Regions from separate parts of the Mus musculus genome. Here regions 1 and 3 are each linked to region 2. Evidence: chromatin contacts called from public Hi-C data. All regions are on one chromosome and are shown on one strand. The core of a region is the stretch at or near the end of the contact, and the rest is flanking DNA. Distances in the headings are between cores, read along the strand shown.

What was found. A called contact is a pair of places that touch in the nucleus more often than the background predicts.
Region 1: a Hi-C map of liver shows a contact between it and region 2, with 5 times the contacts expected there. The contact joins two enhancer-like sites. A contact is called at or near these places in 1 of 15 datasets of contacts at CTCF or cohesin (the NIH/3T3 cell line), 7 of 484 Hi-C or Micro-C datasets (the G1E-ER4 cell line, bone marrow-derived macrophages, liver and 2 more) and 7 of 115 datasets of contacts at active chromatin or transcription factors (cardiomyocytes, embryonic limb bud, embryonic stem cells and 2 more).
Region 3: a contact with region 2 is called in a Hi-C map of liver, with 5 times the contacts expected there. The contact joins two enhancer-like sites. A contact is called at or near these places in 2 of 15 datasets of contacts at CTCF or cohesin (the NIH/3T3 cell line and large pre-B cells), 5 of 484 Hi-C or Micro-C datasets (the G1E-ER4 cell line, bone marrow-derived macrophages, liver and 1 more), 11 of 115 datasets of contacts at active chromatin or transcription factors (cardiomyocytes, embryonic limb bud, embryonic stem cells and 5 more) and 1 of 9 other capture datasets (embryonic stem cells).

Annotation. Positions count from the first base shown.
Region 1 is chr3:104,421,931-104,425,903 of GRCm38.p6, forward strand. No RefSeq gene overlaps it. Among named protein-coding and RNA genes, the nearest start is that of Gm38412, 15 kb to the left of the region's middle. Within about 2 kb of position 2,226, at least 13 of the 459 cell types and tissues checked have an H3K27ac peak or open chromatin away from gene starts, as enhancers often do. A contact at or near this core is called in liver, where this site is marked.
Region 2 is chr3:104,140,914-104,144,536 of GRCm38.p6, forward strand. The region is part of intron 1 of Magi3 (membrane associated guanylate kinase, WW and PDZ domain containing 3); the gene reads right to left. Among named protein-coding and RNA genes, the nearest start is that of Magi3, 78 kb to the right of the region's middle. Within about 2 kb of position 1,643, at least 25 of the 459 cell types and tissues checked have an H3K27ac peak or open chromatin away from gene starts, as enhancers often do. A contact at or near this core is called in liver, where this site is marked.
Region 3 is chr3:104,439,504-104,443,556 of GRCm38.p6, forward strand. No RefSeq gene overlaps it. Among named protein-coding and RNA genes, the nearest start is that of Gm38412, 32 kb to the left of the region's middle. Within about 2 kb of position 2,613, at least 210 of the 459 cell types and tissues checked have an H3K27ac peak or open chromatin away from gene starts, as enhancers often do. A contact at or near this core is called in liver, where this site is marked.

The DNA of each region.
Region 1 (3,973 bases), core at 976-3,475, 280 kb after region 2:
TATGAGCTGCAGAAGAGCACATGGCTTAAGTCCTCCGCATGGCTTCATCCCTGTCTTAGAGTGGTGGGTGCTAGGTAAGTCAGGGGTGAATGCAGCTCTTCCTGTCCAAGCAATTGGATCTATGCTTCCCTCTAGAATACTGGGACCCCAAGCCCCAGCCACACTACTTAGGCCAGCTTGCCTTCCGAGAGTGGGTAAACTGCGAACCCAGTTTCCACCCTGTACTGGCTAGTTTTGTGTCAACTTGACACATCTGGAGTTATCACAGAGAAAGGAGCTTCAGTTGAGGAAATGCCTCCATGAGATCCAGCTGTAAGGCATTTTCTCAATTAGTGAACAAGGGGGAAAGGCCCCTTGTGGGTGGTGCCATCTCTGGGCTGGTGGTCTTGGTTCTATAAGAGAGCAGGCTGAGCAAGCCAGTAAAGAACATCCCTCCACGGTCTCTGCATCAGCTCCTGCTTCCTGACCTGCTTGAGTTCCAGTCCTGACTTCCTTTGGTGATGAACAGCAATGTGGAAGTGTAAGCTGAATAAACCCTTTCCTCCCCAACTTGCTTCTTGGTCATGATGTTTGTGCAGGAATAGAAACCCTGACTAAGACAAATTGGTACCAGCATAGTGGAGTATTCCTGTGACAACCTGACCTTGTTTTGGGGAGGACTGTGGAAGGACTTTGGAACTTTGGGCTTGAAGACCCATTCGTTGTTAAGAGCTCTGTCGGATGTTGTGTAGGAGCTTGGAAGATAATGTTGAGAACAGTGCAGAAGATGGAGGTCTGGCTTGTGAAATTTCAGAGAGAAAATTAAAGACTCTTTTCAGGGCCATTGCTATTTTGAAGTTTGATTATTTTGTGGTTCTGGTTAGCTGGGGCTGATTAATCAGCTGTGATTAACAAGATACCAGAACTACTAAGGCAAAACCTTTGCATTACTGGGACTATTGATGCTGGTTAACTGGAGCTAAGAAATTAGCGGTGATTAAGAAGAGACCAGCATGGTTGAGGTGACATCTTCTGGGAAGTGTTTTCTGAAAGCACAAAGAGGCTGTGTTCCAGAGATAGCCAAGGTTGTACTCCAGCTGCAGTGGGACTTGGTAATGTGTAAGGGTCACCCAGGTGGTACTGGTTTTGAAGGCATGTAGGGGTCATGCAGAGCAGCTGAGGTTTGGCACTGTGAGAGGCCATGGAAGGCCATTGGTGAAGGTGCAGTCCCAGTTGCAATTGATGGCCCAGGACTGAAGGGATCATGCAAGGGAGTTGAGGCTTGGCACCATGAAGAGAGCCTATGAGAGGCTATTGTTGAAGCCAAGTTACATTGGAAGACAGCAGCATTTGGCGATGCCAGTACTATGAGATGACTAACAAGAACAGCAGCAGCAGTGAAGTACAGGCAGCGGGAGCCTAGAAGACAACATGTGTGCTACAAAGGGCATGGCTGGAGAAGTGACCCAAGCCCTTGGAGGAGCCCAGAAGATCGTGAGTTGAATCCCAGACGTTGGATGGTTGGAGATTGATTTTTGCTTTTGATTGTGACTGTGCCCTGATATTTTTCCCTCTTGAAGGAAGTTTTTTAGTGAAGCCCACAGTTAAGAGACTTTGAATTTTAAAATACTTTGAATTTTATGTAAAGACTGTGGGACTTTTAAAGTTATTTAAGATCTTGGGGATGAATAAAAACTAAGAGTTGAGGCTTACTAGTGATGTGTTTGTGTGTCAAGTTGACAAGGGGTCAATTGTACTGGCTAGTTTTGTGTCAACTTGACACAGCTGGAGTTATCACAGAGAAAGGAGCTTCAGTTGAGGAAATGCCTCCATGAGATCCAGCTGTAAGGCATTTTCTCAACTAGTGATCAAGGGGGAAAGGCCCCTTGTAGGTGGAACCATCTCCGGGCTGGTAGTCTTAGTTCTATAAGAGAGCAGGCTGAGCAAGCCAGGGGAGGCAAGCCAGTAAAGAACATCCCTCCATGGCCTCTGCATCAGCTCCTGCTTCCTGACCTGTTTGAGTTCCAGTCCTGACTTCCTTTGGTGACGAACAGCAATGTGAAAGTGTAAGCCGAATAAACCCTTTCCTCTTCAACTGCTTCTTGGTCATGATGTTTGTGCAGAAATAGAAACCCTGACTAAGACACACCCTAACTTTGCTGGCTGCCAGGCGAGCAACAGCACACCTCCTCTGCCCCACCTGCGCTTCTCCTGGCCCCCACTGGCCCAGGCCTGACTCCAGGACAGGTCTTCACTTTGGGTTCCTTTGGCTGGATTTCCAATGTCTACCCTCCTCCTGGGAAGTACCATTCCAATGCCATTGTGCTGAGCATGTGTTTCTGGCTTTCCTGGGCTGGGAAATGGAAAACAGTCACTCATTAGCACCCCAAACGCTTTTCAGAGGAAACGGTGTGATGTACCAGGACCCCCATGCATATTTATTTTTAAAATATGTTTTTTAATTTGAAAGCACAGGGCCGCTGCAGGTCTGCGGGCCTTCTCACCTGCTGCGCCGTGTGATTAGCCAGGCCTTTTCTCACTGGGTGGCTCGGACAGCTAATGGACTCAGGCTCCCCATGTATGTTTATCTTCAGTTAATTAAAATTTTGCCAAATCTTCCTCACAGCCCTTGCTCACAGCAAGGCCAAGCCTTGGCTTGTGGCCCTGATCTGGTCTGGCAGACTGGATGGGGGCGGTCATCCTATTAAATATTAATCTAAGAAAGCAATCAGGCCTATGGGCTTCCACCCCTGAAGTTCTCCCGCTGGGAAGTCACAGATCAATGCCAGAGCTCAGAGCCTGTGGCAACTCTTCCTGCCAGGCCTTGGTCAGCATCAGACACGGATTTTCAGAACTGTTTGATGATAAATCTGGGCAGAATTCTGAGCACACACTCTCAAAAACTGGGGTGAATTATACCACAGGTCTGCCTTGGACAGGGATGTTAAGCGCAGCATGAACGTGCACCTCATAAATGACGAATGGGCGGATCTGACAGCGTTTATTTGGAAGTGCTGGCTTAGGTAAAGACTCACAAGTACCTCACACATCAGATGCCAGTTCTGAAACTGTCTCTGAGGGAAGGGGAAGATGAGGGCAGAGCTGACTCCTCAGAGCCTTCACTACCCCCTTTGGAGATTTGTGGAAGCTGCCGAAGTTCACCTTCATCTCTTCCGTTGCTCTTAGTCCTGTCCCTGCCCCCAGATCATTCCAGTGGGTACCTTCTGCTAGCAAATTTGGGAGACACAGAAATACTCTATGGGGCCCCAGAGGGTAGTGGCACATATCTTTAATCCCTGCACTTGGGAGGCAAAAGCATGCAGATCTCTGAGTTCAAGGTCAGCCTGGTCTACAGAGCAAGTGCTAAGACAGCCAGGGCTACACAGAAAAACCCTGTCTCAAAAACAAAAAACAAAATAAAACACAAAAACAACAAAAAGAAACAGTGTAGTGTGGTTTTAATTTTATCACTCAGCAGGATCTGGCATGTTCAGGACCTGGGTCAGTGACCACATTCAGAAAGGGGATCTTTGCAAATGTAATTAGTTTAAAAAGGTGGGCCCTGGTCCAAGGACTAGTGTTTTTAGGAGCATAGATAGAAGAGACCCAGAGGCATATGCATTGCCAATGAGGAGAGAGGCAGAGACTAGAATGATGTATCTCCAAGTCAAGCATCTCCAAGGAATGTCAGCAGCCACCTGCAGCTGGAAAGCAGCAGAGACAGATCTTCCCCAGAGTCCAAAAACTCCCAGCCCTGCTGACACCTGGACCCTTAGACTCACACCTCTCGAACCAAGGAGAATAAACATCTGTTGTTGTTAAGACACCAGTTTTGTAGTGTTTACTGTGACAACCTTAGATGGTAACAGGCCTATACCACTCTGGTGCTTCCTTCTCTACAGACTCTGCAGACTGTCAGTCACCCTGAGCCCTCCCCTTTCTGAGATGTTCAAGATAAAGAAATCCCAACTTCAGTTTAAAACGTGGGATAAAG
Region 2 (3,623 bases), core at 393-2,892:
AGAGTCAACTCAAAAGCTCATTTTTAGTTATGATAAAATATGAACTTATTAGCAGAAGAAATAAATTTAAGAATACTGAAAAGACCAAACATTTGGTTTTTTTCACCCATATTTTCTACATTTACATAAGTAAATCCATTTGAAATGTCATGAGAATAATATCTCAAATGTAAAAGGAAACAAGTTGGCCAAGTCTAGACTTAAATATACGTAAATCTCTCATAGAAATCCATAGAAGGTAGATAAATAGATAAAAAGTAGGTATATAGATTGAACAGAAGCGCCTTATCAAACATAGCATTTTAACAATTTGCAGGAGATTACAGGGGACAGATTTGTGTGGTGTGAGCATATCCACATGTGGAGGCCAGAGATCAATGCCAGGTATCTGCCTCTATGGCTTGCCACCTTCCATTTCAAGTTAGAGACTCTCACCGAATCTGGATTTGCCAATTCAGCTTGACTAGCTGAGCAGAAATCTCTGTTGTCTTTACTCTCCCAGGGCCAGAGCCACAGACATGCTACTACTCCCACCTTTTATATGGGTGCTGGTGATAAAACTCAGGCCCCTTTTACAGCAAGCACTTTACCCATGAGCTACCCCTCAAGCCCTAAAATGTTTGATTTAAAAAAAAAACTGCATTTTTCACATTGAGAAATAAAAAACCACAGTTCTAATAAAACAATAATATAGAAAACACAATAGACAATTTCTAAAAATTAATTTTATGGTAGAACTTCATTATGATGCCATAGAAACAGCATGAGTAAAATTACATTCTTCATATGAAAAGATAATTGAATAGTATTCACTGGTAATGGGAAATAAAAATTTAGCCTAATTGCAGTAAAAGGAATTATAAGAAAATAAAAATAATAATGGCATTAGCCATTTTAGGGTTACTAGTAAATATTCTTAAATAGTTTTAAATTTGTATGTGATTTTGATGTTTAGGGGCTAGAAAAAAATCTAGATCTTAAAATAACAATTTGACAATAAAAATCCTTTTGTCAGAGAATTTTGGTAAATATGCAAGCAATTATAATAATTAATAGTAATAATAATAAAACTTCACAAAGACTCTCTAGTGTAATCTTAGGATTGCTTAAGTGAAAATGGAATAGCTTCTAAATAATACTATAATTCATTCATTTGTGTAATTTCCTCCCATTCATTTTTAAGAGAAAAAATTTTAAAAATGTTCTCCACATAACTTATGCATAATAGTTTTCCTGTTTCAAAATAGCAGTGACAGCATCCAACAAGGAATCTTGAAGGGTGTTTTCTCAAAAAATTAAAATTAAAAAATCAATCATTTTCTCAGTAGGAAGGATCAATGTAGGATAAGGACAGATCAATACAGCTTATTTATTTCCTTCTGCTCTGATCCTAGGTGTGGCTTCACTTTTGCACTACAGAATATACTTTCTGCATACAATAAAATGTGACACAGGTCTATTAAAAGGAAGAAGGAAAAGAATTTCATGTTTATTTGTCCATGATGAAAGGAACAAGGGTGCATCAGCACTCACTATGCTCCCATTGCCAACCTTCTAAATGGTAGATGAGCAGCTGTGTTTCTCACACCTCCAGTTATCAGAAATTAGTGCAGCTGACTGGGAACTGTAACAGTCCTCTCCAGTTCAGTTAAACAGGGCGAGCCGTGGCAGCTTCACGGTGTATTTACTTATCACCTTGGAGGACTTTGGAGCCTGCGGAGAAAAACAGCCAGGCTGGCCAGATGCCCTGGATTGCAAATGTTTGACCAAAGGGGTTAAAACACTGACATGAAAACTTTAAAAGAAAAGTGGTTACCCTTAAGTTTTCTTCCCATCACCTCATTAAATCTATCTTTGTCTTTCTTTCCTTTTAACAAAATATTGCAATGGACACTCCATGTTTGCATGCCATATTTCTTTTCTTTTTAACATATCTTTTCACAAATTCACAAGAGTTGAGGAAGAACTGACATTAGGAAAATGGCTGTAAAGGTCCTTGCTGCTAAGCCTGAAGACCTGAGCTTGATCCTTGTAACCCACATGTGCTAGAGGGTTGTTTCCTCAAAAAGTAGAAGAGAGAATAATAAGGTCTGTTGTCCTGAAATGAAGAGTTAGCCTCTTCATCTGAAGTTATAAAGGTGCTAGTAGTCTCCTCATGTGCAAAACAGGGAAAAACACTTTTTGCTATCTTATAGGACCATTTGAAGATGAAAATGTTTAATATATTAAAATACTTAAAACAATAATTTATATGGGGCTAAAAAAATCCTTTTTGTGAGCGCCAAAGCAAGCCCTAAGAAAATATAAAAACCAAAATAATTGGGGTAATAAACAATTATTTGAAGCAGGAGAGGGGAAGGGACCATAAAGCTTGAACAAGTTTTAAAAAGAAAAGTCTTGGTCACTAGCCTTCTTTTTAAATTTCCTGGTTTTTTAGTACCCTCAATTAAAGGGTTTTGCAGAATATTGAAAATACACTCAAATTATAAAATATTTGTTTTCTGTGACTCTAAATTGGACCTAATTTAAATATCTTCATTGTCTTTCTCATGATTCTTAAGCTCTATCTTTGAAATATGACACTGGACTCTCTTCTTGATAATTTCGTTACTACTGTACTAATCAACTATCATCGTCTCTTAGTAGAGTAAGATAGTCCTCCTTGCTTTTCCCTACCCCCTATAGTCAAATTCCCACACAGCAGCCAGAACGAGCTTTCTTAAGCCCAAATTAGTATAGCTTTCAGGGCACACAACAATCCTCTGTCCATAATGCTTTAGGGACATCTACTCTTGTTCCTACTTCTGTCCTCTTTTACCTCGTTAAAACACTCTATTTCCTTCACAGAATTCACATGATTGTTTTATTACAGAATTATTACATAATATTTTACATAACTATTATGATATTTGGATTCATTAAGACAGAATTTATACATCTTACTTATCATTATAAGATCTATAATACCTGCCATAAAAGCTTCAATATACATAGATTAATATATTCTACAATATTGAAGTAAAATGAAAAATATACATCTTCCTGCTGAAAATAATAATGATAATAATAATAATAGTAATACAGGCAAACAAAGTATGGTTTAAGGAATACTTTAGTCTTGCTTTTCTCTTTAAGTTCTATTCTAGTATATAATGTTCTGTGGTGACATCTCATGTTAACTACATACTACTCATTTTCTATGTTGTTATATACTACTAGTAGTCTATGATCACGTAAATGTATAGAAACACATACATAAACCCACAAAAGGTTTTTTCTCTTTTTGGACATTTTTCTAAAAAAGACTGGTATATACTGATTTTTTTTTTCCTGTGTTGATTTCTCTCCTTATTCATCGAGGCTCAGAAAGTCTATTCAACTAGGTCCAATACTGTGTGTGTGTTTTATGTGTGTGGATATACAAATACATGGATATATAGAGAGAATTGTTGTATAGTTAAGATGCTACTCAAGAGCTATTTTAAGGAAATCTGGTATGTATGTTAGATGATAATAGCACCACTATAAAAATACAGAAGTTAAAAAAAATTTAAGACCAAAAAGCATATTTACAGCCAAACATAGTGGTACATTCCTTTAATCCCAGCACTCAAGAGGTTGAG
Region 3 (4,053 bases), core at 1,363-3,862, 300 kb after region 2:
TGTAGCCCTGGCTGGCCTGGAACTCGCTCTGTAGACCAGGCTGGCCTGGAAATCATAGAGATGCACAGGCCTCTGCCTCCTGAGCGAGTGCTGGGATTGAAGGAAGGAATGCCCAACCAACAACCACGGCCACCACCCTGCTTCTCTTGGAAGTCTTATTTGGCATGAGAATTGGAATAAGACAGCTACAGTCAGAAAAGTTTCTATTAAAACTTACTTGTGGTGGCGCATGCCTTTAATCCCAGCACATGGGAGGTAGAGGAAGGTGGGTTTCAGTTTGAGACCAGCCTGGTCTACAGAGCAAGTTCCAGGACAGCCAGGGCTTTGTTACACAGAGAAATTCTGTCTCAAAACAAAACAACAACAACACAAAAACCAAACAAAAACAAAAACCAAACCAAACCAAAACAAAACAAAAGCACCTACCCTAAAGGGCTGAAAGTGGCTCAGTTGGTAAGAGTGCTGGCCTAACTAACATGCACAATGTCCTGGGTTCGATCCTCAGCACCACATAAAACAAGTGTGGAGCCTGCAGAGCTAGAATCTCAGTACTGGGAAGTGAAGGCGGGAAGATCAGGTCAAGGTCATCTTGAGCTACATAGCAAGTTCCCCACCCACCTGAGCTATATAAACCAGGACGGGGGTGGGGTGGGGTGGGGAGAGCATTCTGAAGCCCGTTCTCTCCAGCTCTGTTTTCTCCTCCTCAGTCCTGCACATAGACCCAGTGAGCCGGCTGGTCTTGAGCCATAAGGAAAGGTACCTAAGAGGCTATGAAACAAATGATGAACTCCTCCACAGAACATGACTCCTGGGCAGGCAGCAACTGGAGACCCTGAACAGAGGCAAGGTTTTCAACCTGGCCTGAGCGATGGAACCCTGAGCGATGGAAAACGATGCTTCTGGCTGATAGCACGAAGCTATGGTTTCTTCTCTCCTACCCACCCCTTTCTGTTGCAGGCTGATCACATTTCCTTGGTGATTTCCATGCTTAGTCAGAAGACTTAAGGGATAGCTCTGCATTCCACAGGCTCTTGTCCAGATAACCTACTCTGTACTAATTAGTGTGATCATCCGCAAGGTCCCTTCCTTCCTGTCTGCCTCGAGTTTGTACGGAACAACTGCCATACACTATAGTAACTCCGCTGGACCCCTGGAGAGGCTGAAGATGAAGATGCCAGTGCCTCTGTCAGAAAAACAACACAAAACCCATCTGTTTCTAGTGGTTTCCTCTCTCACTTAGACCATGAGAACGTTGTAACTGAATGGGAGAGAGCCAAGAGTCTGGCAGCTGATCTGAGGGAATCTTACACAATTTTGATGAGACCCCCCCACACCCACCCCAGTGTGAACCAAACCAGTTCTCCAGTACAGGATAACTAGAGAGAGACAGCTGAGACATGGGGAGGGGCCTCAGTGGTCGCCTGCGCGCACACACACATTTGTCTGTGTATCAGCTCCTAAAATTGTAGTTAATACTGTTGTTATCATATTACCACTCAAACAGATATGAAGCAGGCATAAAGGGGCTAAATGACCCATGCAGCACCAGCCAGCAAGTAAAAGGTAGAGTTGGGACTGGAACCGAGTTAGTCAGTCTGCCTCAAGTCCCAAATGCCTGAAGCACGCACATTCAAACAAAAACCAAGGAAAGGGCTGGCCGGATATCCAATGGGGGCAGAATAGGTAAAAGCTACAAGGACACTCCCTGCCCCAGGGCATTCTCAGTGAGGAAAGGCGGCTTTTGATAAGTCAGAATGCCTATCCACCCCATGCTTTAAACGAGCTCTCATACACACCATTCATTCTGTTTCGACCATATTGTCACTTGTCCCCTTATAGACAGGTACTCCAGGGCCGAACCTGGAGAAGTTTCATAGTGTCTGCCAAGCACCGAGACTGGGTCCCCGGGTTTCTGCGTGCCGCTGTTCTTCTCCCTTTAGACATTAACTGCTGTAACTAGTGCTTCGCGGTGGCTCTAGTATCTGGGGTCCTGACCTCTAGAATGCAGTCCTGGGACACACTGCTCTTCCACCCAGCTTCCGTCTGTAAATATTTCTTCATGCTGGAAATGGTTCTGAGCACTCCTCAGTGCCAAGCTCTCGAACCACCAAGTTGAATTCAATGTTTGCCCAAGCCGCTCAGTATTTGCTAGTGGTGACAAGCATGGGAGGGACCTTCTCCGTGGACTGAGGGATGGCCCCAAACCTGCTCCTTTACCCTGGAAGTGGGAGCTGCAAATGAGATCACACAGGACAATCAATTTGTAAAAAAGCATAAGGTGAGAATGGGGTGTGGAGAGAGGGTGAGAAGAGGAGGGGGAAGGGAAACGATTCAAGGAAGAGAGAGGACACGGGCAAGACTGCAGCCTTGGATCAAAATGAAGACCTCTGAGGGCCAAGCTGCGAGCTCATCCTGGGCTAGGAGCCCAGAACAAGACTCCGGCCTCCGAGGACAAAGCCTGGAGCTCTGGCCTCTCCCTCCCAACAGGCCAAGCTGCCCTGGGCTTCATCCTGGCAGCGTTCTAGAACTTTTGAGCCATGCACCGCCCCGTACAGATTTTGAGTTACAGCCTGAGCCATGACAAAGGCCAGGCCTCTCGCCATTGTGCAACCGGAGAAGCCGGATTTCCTGTGAATCCCCTTACGTAAGGGTATCCCTGAGCAATGGTGGCCTGGGTAGCGCCCTCTGCCGCCATTCTCTGTGCTGAAGCGCCACCTGGAGGCCAGTTCTCGTTCAAACCGCTGTGTAGTAGAGCCTCCACAGAAGGAAACAAGAAGATGCCTTGGAACAAAAAGGCGCCTTTTGAAAGAGCCTCAACAGTTTCTTCACCCGCCCTTTATCTATTGCTGATGGGGTATTCAAGAGTTAAATGACAGGCTTCTTAAAGGGACAGGATTAGAGCCACAGTGATCTTGTCACTGCCTTTCTTAAATTCTAATATCTGGATCTGAAGAGCACACGTGAGGGGAAAACTGCAGTTTGCCCTGCATCTCGGATTCCAACCTCTTCATCCCCCTACTGCAAAATTCAGGTTAGACTAACTTGTGTAGAGAGCTTGGCAGTGAGCCGGCCCCTTCTCGGGAGAGCCTGGGATGCTGCAGAGGTTTTTTAATCAGCTGCCTGGCCCTGGGCATGAACACACACCCTGGATTACTCAACAAGTAGCTGGGGGCTGGGGGGGGGGGGGGGGCGGGGACTACAAAAATAATTGTTTAAATTGAGCTCCAAGTTATTTTAGCCTGAAGAAATTCTAAGCTAGATGGACCCAGGAAATAGGGAGTATTCAACATAAAGAAAAGGGGACCAGGCTTCCAAACTGAGAAAGGTTTTGTCTTGTTTTGCCTTTTTTGTTTTTTGGTTTTTTTTTTTGTTTTGTTTTGTTTGTTTTTTGTTTTGGGTAGGGAGGCAAGTAACCAAGCAAGCAAAACAACACAGAGAAAGGGGGGGCTTTCTTTTTCAGAATTTTATACTTATTCTTTTGGTAGGCCAGCAGTTTAGCTTCCTACAAGGACAAAAGACCCTGACATCTCAAGCAAATCCTTATCAGAAAGTGGAAAATGCTAGAGTTATCAGGAATATTCCATATCAAACCATATTACAGCATCATGGTAACAAAAACAGCATGTTACTAGCTCAAAAAGTGGCCCTGGCAATCAAGGGGCTCAAACAGAGGTCCCAGAAGTCACCCCACAAAGCTACAGTTCTCTATCTTTGGACAAAGGTATCAAAAACATACACTGGAGGAAAGAGACCTCTAAACACCTGTGCTGAGAAAACGATTTCCACAAGGAGAGGAAAGACTAAGACCCCCGTCTCCAACCCTGTGCAAAATCAACTCAAAGTGGATCTTAGAGCCAGACCTGAAGCAAAACACTTCAGGACACAGGCATAGAAGAAACTTTCTCAACAGTGCTCCAACTGTACAGCACACATTGCCAACAACCAACAACTAGACGTATAGGAAACTAAGACGTTCCTGTCCAGCAAAGAAAACAAGCACCAGCGCCTAGAGAATGGTAAGAAAATCTTTGCCTGCTACACATCTTTATATAT